2 separate regions of the Oryzias latipes genome follow, and region 2 is linked to region 1. A link is a contact called in public Hi-C data. All regions are on one chromosome and are shown on one strand. Each heading gives the region's core, a stretch centred on a gene start, on an enhancer-like site or on the middle of the called end of the contact. The rest is flanking DNA. Distances are from core to core; before and after follow the strand shown. Region 1 holds the start of hsd11b1l (hydroxysteroid 11-beta dehydrogenase 1 like). Region 2 holds the start of LOC101171982 (elongation factor 2).

Region 1 (5,340 bases), core at 1,860-4,359:
TCATGTGTGCTGCCCTGACAAACCACTCGTCAATTACTTTTTTAACGTGTTGGATTCTTTTGGTCTTGCACAGTGGGTTTCTGACCCAACACACAGTCATGGACATATTCTGGACTTAGCTCTGTCTTTTGGGTTTCTCATCACCTCGGTCAAGACTGTAAATACTGCCTTTTCTGACCATTCAGCGGTTTTATTCGACTTTGTTCTGCCATTCAATGTTGCCCCCAAACCTGCTCCTGTCACATGGGTGCGGGGCCTCGACAAAGGAAAAGCTGCTGAATTTTTGGCTATATTTTCGCTGGAGTGGCCGACTTTATGCTCATCCCCGATTACCACAGATGCTTGAATTGCTGTGCTCTAAAATTTTGAATGAGATTGCCTTGCCATAAAAAAAAACAAGGGACACATCTGAACGCTGGGTCTCTGAGGAAATACGTGGCTTGAGACAAGACTGCAGGACAGAGAGAAAATTGAAGGACAGATTCCAAATTTCCCATGATCTCCTTAGAGACCAACTCTACATCTATGAGGAAGCTGTCACAAAAGCTAGAAGACAATTTTATGCTGATATTATCTCATCTGCTGACGTCCTCTCAGGATTCATTCAATTTTAACCAGGTAGTAGTGAGACCACTGTTGAAAAAACAAATGCTCGATTCTCCTTTTTTTTCAAACCATAGGCCAAATCCAACCCACATTTTTGTGCTCAAGTCCTTGACAACATTCTCTTTAAACAGTTGGTCACTTTCTTAAACGCACATGAAATCCAGGAACCTGTACAGTCAGGGCTCAGGTCTGGCTCTTTAAAACCTTTTTAATGATGTTCTGATGGCAGATGAACTGGTTGTTCATTTATCATTGGATCTATCTGAAGCTTTTGACACAGTTGATCATGAGATCCTAATTGGCCGGTTGGAACAGTGGGCGGGGCTTTCCTGGGAAGCCCTACAGTGGATGTGGTCTTACCTTACCTTAGGTCTTTCTGCATTAGAATGGGTCCTCACTCATCCAAGTGTGACCCCCTGAAATGGGGGGTCCCTCAAGGGTCGGTTTTTGGCCCGTTGTTATTTTCTATTTACTTGCTGCCACTGGGAATGCTGTTCCGGTAGCAAGAGGGGAACTTTCACCTTTATGTTTACGACTGTCAAGTTTATGTCCCTGTATGTAAGGGACCTGACCGCACAATTAACTTAATAATTGACTGCCTTGCTGAAGATAGGTCGTGGCCTAAATGAAAGCAAAATATGTAATTGTGTTTACCCCTAGTGGGGGAAAAGATCATGGTGTTGGTTTCCTTTCTCTTGCCCCTTTTGAACAGTCTGTGGTCACAAACCTGAGTGTGAAACTTGATGCAGCTCTGAAGCTTCACCTCCAAATAAAGGTTGTGATCAGGTCCTGCTTTATTCAGATGTGACGTCTGGCTAGGATTAAGTCTTCTTATCAAAAACTAACCTTGAAATGGTCACCCATGCTTTGGTTTGGTCTAGTCTAAATTATTGCAGTTCTTTATATTCTGCCTTAGCCAAGGCATTAATAGCCTGCAGCTGGTTCAAAATGCAGCAGCCAAATTTATTTGTGGGGCAAAGTAGTTTGACCACATAACACCGATCTTGGCCTCTTCGAACTGGCTGCCAGTGAAATACTTGCTTTTCATTAAAATGTTGGTCTCTTGCAGGTATGGCTCCTTCTTACCTCTCCAGTCTTCTTTTAAAATATTCCCCTCCAAAGTCCTTACGTTCCCCTCACCAGTTTGTGTTAATGGTTCCCAGAACCAAAAGTAACTTTCGGGGGGACGGTGGGTTTTCTGTGTTGGATCCTAAACTATGGAATCAGTTGCCACCGGCAATTAGAGAGGTCACGCTATAGATGACTTTAAAAAAAGAACTTTTCTCCATTTCAGCGCTTTAGCATCAGCCTAACCCTGGTTTTAATCTCTCTTAAATTGGTTTTATGCTTTTTATTCTTTTCTATTTATGTCCCTACAGGGATTTAATTTGGTTTTGTGCTTTTAATTGTTTTTTGTTTTGTTCTCCATGTGTACAGCACTTTGGGTCTCCTTGGCTAGTGGTGGAAGGTTCTTTATAAACAAATGATGATGATGATCTAAAAAAACATTTATGTTACCCTGAACTGACTGATAACAACTGGTCCTTATATGTGTGATAACACAGAAGTGTACAAAGATCCAACCGCAGTCATGCGGCGTTTATAATTGCCCCATGAAGAGATAGCGGCTCACAGAACCTCCTATAGTATCAGAACACGTTTCAACCTGTGACCCTGAGCTCTGATTGAGCGCTGCTGGAGTTTGTTACAGTTGTTAAGGATGGTGATATTACCAGAGGATAGCATGAAAACTGACTGATCAGCTTTTCTGCATGAAAGCTGCGCTCGCTGAGGTCAGGCCTCTCAGCCACTGAAGCAGATTCTAACCGTTTACCTGGTTTCCACTCCCACTTTTCCCAGAGGGAATAGTAAACCCTCAGCAACATTATTGTGCATAGGTAAATTAATTCAGTGCAGAAATGTTCACAATTTCATCCTATTTATATATGTTTGAGCTGACTATTTAGAGCAAAGGGGAAAAAACCGGAATAGTCAGCTCAATATGCAAGTAAAGACATGAACCTGTGGCCCCATTCGCCAATAAGCAAAGGTAATGTTATCTTTATGATCCTCGTTATGTTGCCATGGCACACAAATCTGTGAATGGTAGATAACTCCAAATTAATGATAGCAACAGGAAACATTCAATGAGTATTAAAAATTAATTAAAATAAGCATACAAAGAAACCCAACTGCGAAAAATGACTGATCATTTCTGCAAAATGCGGTTTTAGGAACACATGCACGCCCCAGAAGGTCCACTAACATCCACCCTGAGCCTCAAACCCTTAAATAATAAGACTGACTAAAAAATGAAACAGATTTCTGCTCACCTGGATCAAAAGTGGGTGAAGTCCACTTGACAGCTAAAAAAACTACACATAAACTGACTATCAAGACTTTAGTAAAAGCCATTTTGGAAAAAGCAGCAACTGGTCTGACTGCTGGGTTTTGTGGAATTGTGCTGATCTGTGGTTATACAACGGCTGCATTTGGCAACACTGCTCTCAGACAAGTTCAGGGAGGTCCCATGGAAAAAAGTACATCTGTTAAACGCCCCATTTCACTGTTTTTCTTGCGATTTGGGCGTGAACTTCACATTAGACACACCCCTTTGAAAAATCATTTTTCATTTTTAGATATAATTTTTAAACATTTTTATTTAAAAAGTATTTACCTGTGATTTAAAAAGTTAAATAAAATAAAGCATTAGAAAGTGAGGCAGAACGAATGTGTTGCTCTGCAGCGGAACTAAGTTTCCAAGATCCAACTTTATTAACACAGCTGTGGTTGACAGGACAAGAATCCGGCTTGTCCTTCAGTGCAGCTGCTAGGTTTGACTTCTTTCAGGTCACAGTCGTGGCTTCGGGATAGTTCGGTTACCCGTGGATCATGGCGACAAAGCTTTTGCCTGTAGTGAAGTTAGTTCATTTTTACTTTACAAATGTTCGGAGAAGTGATGCTAAATGCGGGATTAGCCGACTAGCTAGCTAATCAAACTAGCTAGCAAAGCTAACAAATGTTCTTTGCCTGTTTAGCTAACTCTAATATAAACTATGTGTTCTGTATCTGTATCCACAAAACTGAATGTTAATTTACTCATTTATAATTTACTCATTTGTACTCAGCGCGTCTTGAGAAGTTTCTAAAGTCCTTTAGTTTCTCTGTCAAACCAACGTTTTAAAATGTTTACTTGTGTTATCATCTCTGTCTCAACGATCTTTGATGACCTGCGTTTCATGATGGACTCTGATTACCTGCAGACTCGCGACCAAGGTGGGCATAGCGGGAGGGGCTGTGTATGTGGCCTATGACTCCGGGCTGCTGGGGGGCAGCGAACAAGGTTCTGAGGCCCTACAGAAGGCCAGAGCCGCTGTCCCCCCCGCCATTGAGGAGTGGATGAAGTACTTCGGTCTTCAGGTACAAACAAACTAGGTTTGAGTGAGAGGTCTTTGGGTTTGTTTGGTCTTTGGTGACTTCTCCTGGGGTTAAAGAGGACCGTTATAGATCTGCACATTAATGCATCCCTTAAGTTTCACTGGTCCCATTAACTAATACACAACCTCCTCTTTTTATTTCTCTGTCAGCAGACTCAGCTTCCAACCATCCCTAACGTTGAATTTTCTCCGGTCCAGGCGTGGAACTCTGGTAAGAGCTGACGGACATTTTTGGGTTTTCCTCTATAAGAGAAACAGTTTGTCATTTCACTGCTGAGTTTGTGCCTCTGTGTTTGCAGGGGGTCTACAGATTTGCTCAAGTGAAATTTAAGGATTTTAAAATTTAAGACCCTATATGCACAAAAATAGAAACAGAGAGTTGGGAGTCTGTGGTTTCTTGCTCTACACGTGATTCCATTGCTATGATCCTTGCTATGTAAAGTTTAAATGTCTTTCAGCAAACCGCAGAGTTTGCTTCATAAAGATTTCCACTTATAAGTTTAACCACTACGACTAATCCCTATTTCCAAGACACACACTGCTGAGCACGAGCTAATAAGCTAGCAGAGGTGAAACGATTTACCACCAGTTAATAACCTTATGACACAGCGCATCCCAGAAATGTTCTTTTTTTTTTGGGTGACAGGTCACATCAGTCGATGAGAAATTTAAAACCTGTTCGTAAGAATTTAGCTGAAGAGACTGATGATGGGAAGTGGGGGAAGGCTTACCAAAAGTCCCGCCCACAACTCAAAGGGGAATTTCAAATGAGCTCCTGCAGAAACTGTCCTGGAAAATGACAGGTTTTTAGACTAAAAATGGCAATAAGAACACTGGGAACGCTTTGAAAAGAGATCAACAGATGATCCGAGTGGGACCTTAAGACAATTTAATGCTTTACAAGACTTTATTGTAGTTCAACAAAACATGAGACTTTTTAAGGATCTGCAGCCACCTGGGTTTGTGTGCACGTCTTCAATCAGCTTTCGCCTTCAGTTTTCCTTAAATTTGTCTTGTGAGACCTGAAAACCGTTTCTTTTTAATTGCAGGAGTGCGGTGGACGATTTCCAGACTTTCTGAAGCTCCAACAAAAGCGAGTGAAATGACGACTCAGGGGTTTCAGTTTGTGAAAGACCTCCTCAAGTGAACCCCCCCGGTATCAGTTTTACTTTTGCACTCAACAGCTCACTTTGGAGAGGTTCAGCCTCGTTCCTCCCCAAGTGGAAGGTTATGGTAACACATTACTACTCCTAAATCAGCCCTAGAAAAGCAGTTGTTTATGAAGAGGCATGTAATG
Region 2 (5,340 bases), core at 1,131-3,630, 300 kb before region 1:
TGGAGTCCACATCAACATGCAAGCTCATCAAGACTAGAGGATAGGGGCAAAGGTCATTTTAAAACATTACCAGAGACACAGTCAACCACAACCAGGGCTCCATCAGTGACACGGAGAGCGGCGGTCACTTCAGAGGAGAAGTCCACGTGGCCCGGTGAGTCGATCAGGTTGATCAAGAAACCACGGCCGTCCTTGCTCTGCTTGATGAAAGCCATGTCGTTTTCACTGAGCTCATAGTACAGGGAGATGGCTCTGAGGGTTAGAATAAAAACAGCATGTTAACAGCAATAAACATATCTCTGTATTTATTAAAGATTCATTTATTAAAGGAAAATTCAAATGCAGCTAAAAAAAAAAAAACTAAAACACAAGAGCAGTTAATGCAATTACAGCAGTACAAAACATTTTTTATGGCAACTTTTCCTGTTACTAATTTATAAAAAAACATTATGAAAACCTAAATGTTGGAGTTCATGTCAGGAGAGTGACTAAGGTGTTTTTGTCAGGAACAAGAGGTAAGACTAGTTTCCCAGCTCCGCCTTAAACTTTAAACACCCTGAGATTAACAATAGTATCACATTCTGCTGTCCCGACACACACAGGAATGGGACACATTTAAAGACAAGTTTAGTCAACTGTCTATAAAGTATTATGTTAAGTAAATCTGAGTTTTAAACTTTAATTTAGGTGATGTTCCTCTCTGCTGGGCTAGAAAGTTAAATATAATGCTTTAAAAAATGTAGAATCACCCACAGATGAAAAATCTATTAGGAGCGCTAAATAAAACAAATGGCAGACATTATGGAATGTACTTCTGCTCCTAACATAGCTTAAGGTGGAATGCTTTCAAAGAAAGCTCATTAGGCACATTAAAAATCTACAGACTTTGACTGTGAGGAGCTGCTCTAACAAAACCATAAACAGTAAAAAAAAAAAAAAAAGCTGCTTTAAACTGACAAAGATGCAGATAAAGCTGGTCACCATTCCCCTAGACACGTACGTAGACTTGATGGTAATGCAACGTTCCTGTTCATCTTTGCGCGTGTCGGTGAAACGTGTCTCTCCAGCACGGGCAGAGGCAATGATGCCAGCTTTGGACACCAGTGAATCCGTCAGCGTTGACTTTCCATGGTCCACGTGCGCAATCACAGACATGTTTCGGATGTTGGCCTTTTTGTCCATGATGCCACGGATCTGGTCTACGGTAAAGTTCACCTGAGGACAAAAAGAATTTCCATTTAAACCAAACTAAAGGGAGACTCAACTTTTCTTTAACAGTGCAGGTGCCTTCTCAATGTCTTGAGGGGATTGAAATGTGATCATCATGTGGCTTTTACAGACCATAAAAAAAGATTTAATATAAATTCTATGACTTATCAAAGATCAGATTCTTTGAAGTAAAAGACACTTATGTGCAACGGTCATATACAGCTGTTAACTGCATCTTTATCATGTTGACACTCCCATATGGAGGCAACTTATGGCTCATTTCAAAGGTCCTGCGTTTCTGGGCGTTGTGTGTCCGCCATGATAAAGTCTGACGGTCTTAGCAACTACGCATGAAGTGAAAATTGGAAACCAGGTGCAACAACAAGTAAACAAACTATTACGTTTTGCGTTAAACAAGATGACGTCCGATATTCTACATTAATGTGCGATGAGACCGGCGTCATATGTCTGCTCCGAAGGGCCACGTGTACAGACATTGCACCTATGCTACATGCTAATGCTAGCAGAGCTATTACCGGCAAGTTGCTGCCAAAACAAATGCAGTCATTTTAAGTGCTATATTTTACACAGGAGTTGCCTTGTGGCACATGACGTGGTTAAAACCACAAAAGCCGTAATAGTATCTCTTATTGTGTTGCCAAATCACTCTGAAACGTCGTTGGAGCTAACAGTGAGCAACATAAAAAGCCGACCGACGCTGTCAACCCGCATATTACGAGTAGCACGAAAAACAGGAAAAGTCAAGTTTTAAAATCAGGTTTGGTATATATGACCCCGAAATAACAAACCACAGACAGCACAGAAATACAAAAACTCTTGAAAATCGGAGCAGAACTGCATTATATGACTTAAAGGCCCCAAACGCTTTGATAACAAAAAATGGTAGCCATTTTGAATCGAACATCCAACGTTAAAAAACACAAGATTTTCTTCCACGGCAGCTGCGTCATTGCATTCATATTAGCTGAAAAGGAGCGTTGCGATCTTAATGTTTTAACGATGCACAAAATACACGGAAAAGTCTCACCATTTTGACGGATGGTTTCGGATTCTCTTGCTGGAGAAGAGACAGGAAACTTTACACTGCCTTCCTTACAGGGGCATAGGCAGGGAAGAGGCCGCTGACGTCAGACTTCCAGGTTTTATACTGCATGCGTCAGTGTCGTGCGTGGTCACGTACTAACGTATTGCGTTGAAGTTACTAAACACTAGTCGGTGTGGTAACTAAAAAATATTAACACGTGTGTGAAATGCTGTTTATTCCTGGTCTGGAGCATGCGCACTGATGGAAAACATTCTAAAGCCCCAAAACATCACTAAAAATTTAACCGTTATGCAAAAAAACACGAAGTTTGAGTTAAAAACATGACTTAAATGTAAATAGATGATAAAAGTCACTGCCTCTACATACATACATAACAGGTGAGGTCACTGAGATCACAAAGCTCTTGGCTTTGAAAGTTCAAATCAATTATGTGTTTTAAGACAGCTAAAGGGAAAAAGTAGATCCCTTTCTCCTGATCTGCTCAAAGCCTTCAGGATTGATATGATACCATTAGATATGATACCATACAGATACCATTTTTTTTCCGGCATATGATTTAAAGGAGAAATAGGACAATATTAAAGAAAGCAATAAGTACAAGAAACAAGAAATGTACTACCACACCCGACCCACTACCTATTACAGTCCTGTTCTCTCTCTAATTAGATCAGAATCAGAATATTTTTCTGCAATTGTTGGTGAGTGTGATCTTGTTTGCAGTGATTGGTGCTAAAATAGAGCAGAACATAATTAAACATAACAACAGTAAAACATTCACGAAACATAAATACAAATCTAAGGATGTCAAATGGACTTGACTTAATTATTTACATTTGAAGGTATTTCAGCCAATGTGTGCTATGGCAGAGGGGAAAAAGCTATTCTTATGGTCTGGATAGAACGGAGTCTCCTGCCCGAAGGGAGAGGGACAAACAGTTTGTGTCCCAAATGAGAAGGGTCATCCTTAATCTGAGTTTAACGCCTCCCTCTGAATCCTGGACGTGTACAGGTCCTGCAGGGATGAGAGCCTGCAGGCAACCACTCTCTCCGCAGAGCACATGATGGTCTGTAGTTTGACTATGTCCCTCAATGTGGCTCCAGTGTACCCAATGGTGATGGAGGAGGTGAGGACGGACTCTATGATGGCCGTGTAGACCAACACTGTGCACCAATACATTGGTGGGCAGCTTGAGTTTCCTCAGCTGCATCTCACTCCTGTGTTAGCTTAAATGTTATGACCTCCATCCTCTATTAAAGATCTCAAAGTGGCCTTACCAACCAATCGAAACACTTCGCTCACAAAATGCAGGACTGCTGGTTCCAAGAATTTGTAATACTGTTGGAGATAGAGCCTTTAGCCACCAAGCCCTTGTCTTATGGAATAAGCTCCTTGCTCATGTAAGAGAGGTCAACACAGTTTCTACATTTAAAGTTAAGCTTAAATCATTCTTTTTTGGAAAGGCTTATTGCCAGACTAGCTAGTAATCAGAGAATATATAACATACTATTATAAGGGTGGTGTCATCCGCAAACTTGATACGTTTGATGGTGTGGTGGCTGGAGCTGCAGCAGTTGGTGTATAGAGAGCAGAGAAGAGAGGAAAGTACACAGCTAATGTTTACGGCCTCTGAGATGGTCTTTCCCAGCCGCAGCTGTGGCATGCGGTCTGTCAGGAAGTTTGGGATCCATCTTCAGACCGAGTCAGGAACATTCAGGTGTTGTAATGTGTCCTGAAGCAGAGCAGGAATGACCACGTTAAAAGCTGAAGATCCCGATGTATGATCCAGGGGATTCCAGACACTGCAGCATGAAGGCTTGGGCTGGATTGACTGCATGGATGTTGGTCCTGTAGGCGAAAAGTCCAAGAGTGGGGCTGTTGAGGTCTGCAGGTGGGGCAGGACCAGACCCTCAAAGGACTACAATGAGTAACATATTCAGATACCCATACACACATGTAACTACACATCCAGACTAATCTACACATAGAAATAAACACACAGAGACATCTAACACTCATTTGTCATGAACAAACACCCATTTGGTTCCAATGAAATTCCATTCCTCAACACACCCAAGTGCACCCTCAACACAATTCAAATTCATAAATATTTACAGATATATTACAGCTTACTTCTGTTTTGTAATCAATACACAAAATTGTTTCTTGTTTGTAGGTACCTTCTGTGTAATAAATTAAGTTAAAAGTTAAAGTCCCATTTGCTGTCCACACCTAGGTGTGTGAAATTTGCTCTGCGCATTTGACCCCTCCCCTGGGGGAGCAGTGAGCTGCTGACACAGCGGCGCTCGGGAACCATTTGGTGGTTCAATAAATGTTCCTCTGAAGAGACTGTCATTGTTGTCCTCAGACATCCCCTGATTTCTGAAGAATGAACTTCTTTTTTTTTTTTTTAATGAGACCTTTTCCCCAAATGCATATGTTCTGGGATGGTCTTCAGTGTTGCTTGGAAAAGTAACATGTTTCTGTTGTCCTTAAAAAAAACTAAATTTTACTGTGAGAAAAATGTCGCTAAACAGATTCAGGGGTTCTGTGTACCTCACCTTGAGAGACAACTTCTCTAAATGTGGCAACAATCAGGTGTGGATGGCAAACTATTAGACATAGATTCATATTTATCTCTCCACAAAAATAAATATTCAAAACCGAGAGAATGGAATGTTATATATTAAAGTAATTGTTCATTGAAATGTTCATTTGTTTGTTTATAATAATAATAATAATATTAATACATTTTATTTGTATAGCGCTTTAAATGGCACACAAAGACGCTTTACAACACATGAGCAAAAACAGTTAATAAGAACAGAGCTAATATAATAAAATGATTAATAAAAACATAGAAGACAGATTTAAAGATTAAAAGCTATTTTAAAGAGATGAGTTTTAAGTGATTTTTTAAAAACTGGGAGGTCAGTGCAGTCTCTGAGATGTTGGGGCAGAGTGTTCCATAGGGTTGGAGCAGCAATGGAGTTTATGAGTAGAAAAGTTTCCTGATGACAGTACAGAAATGACAATAATAACAATGACAACAAGAAGAAACAACTAG

Evidence for each region. Hi-C and Micro-C count contacts between places; a contact is called where the count stands out from the background.
Region 2: a contact with region 1 is called in a Hi-C map of fibroblasts, with 2.4 times the contacts expected there. The contact joins the promoter of LOC101171982 here to the promoter of hsd11b1l in region 1. A contact is called at or near these places in 2 of 5 Hi-C or Micro-C datasets (embryo and fibroblasts).

Annotation. Positions count from the first base shown.
Region 1 is chr4:7,385,373-7,390,712 of ASM223467v1, reverse strand. It overlaps hsd11b1l (hydroxysteroid 11-beta dehydrogenase 1 like), which reads right to left and starts at 3,109. Exons shown (of 6, transcript NM_001104791.1): 1 at 2,940-3,109. The coding sequence starts at 3,021. It overlaps c4h19orf70 (MICOS complex subunit MIC13), which reads left to right and starts at 3,376. Exons shown (of 4, transcript XM_004067690.4): 1 at 3,376-3,527; 2 at 3,870-4,026; 3 at 4,194-4,254; 4 at 5,093-5,340. The coding sequence starts at 3,499. The coding sequence ends at 5,190.
Region 2 is chr4:7,682,509-7,687,848 of ASM223467v1, reverse strand. It overlaps LOC101171982 (elongation factor 2), which reads right to left and starts at 2,380. Exons shown (of 13, transcript XM_004067697.3): 1 at 2,258-2,380; 2 at 1,001-1,215; 3 at 71-252. The coding sequence starts at 2,260.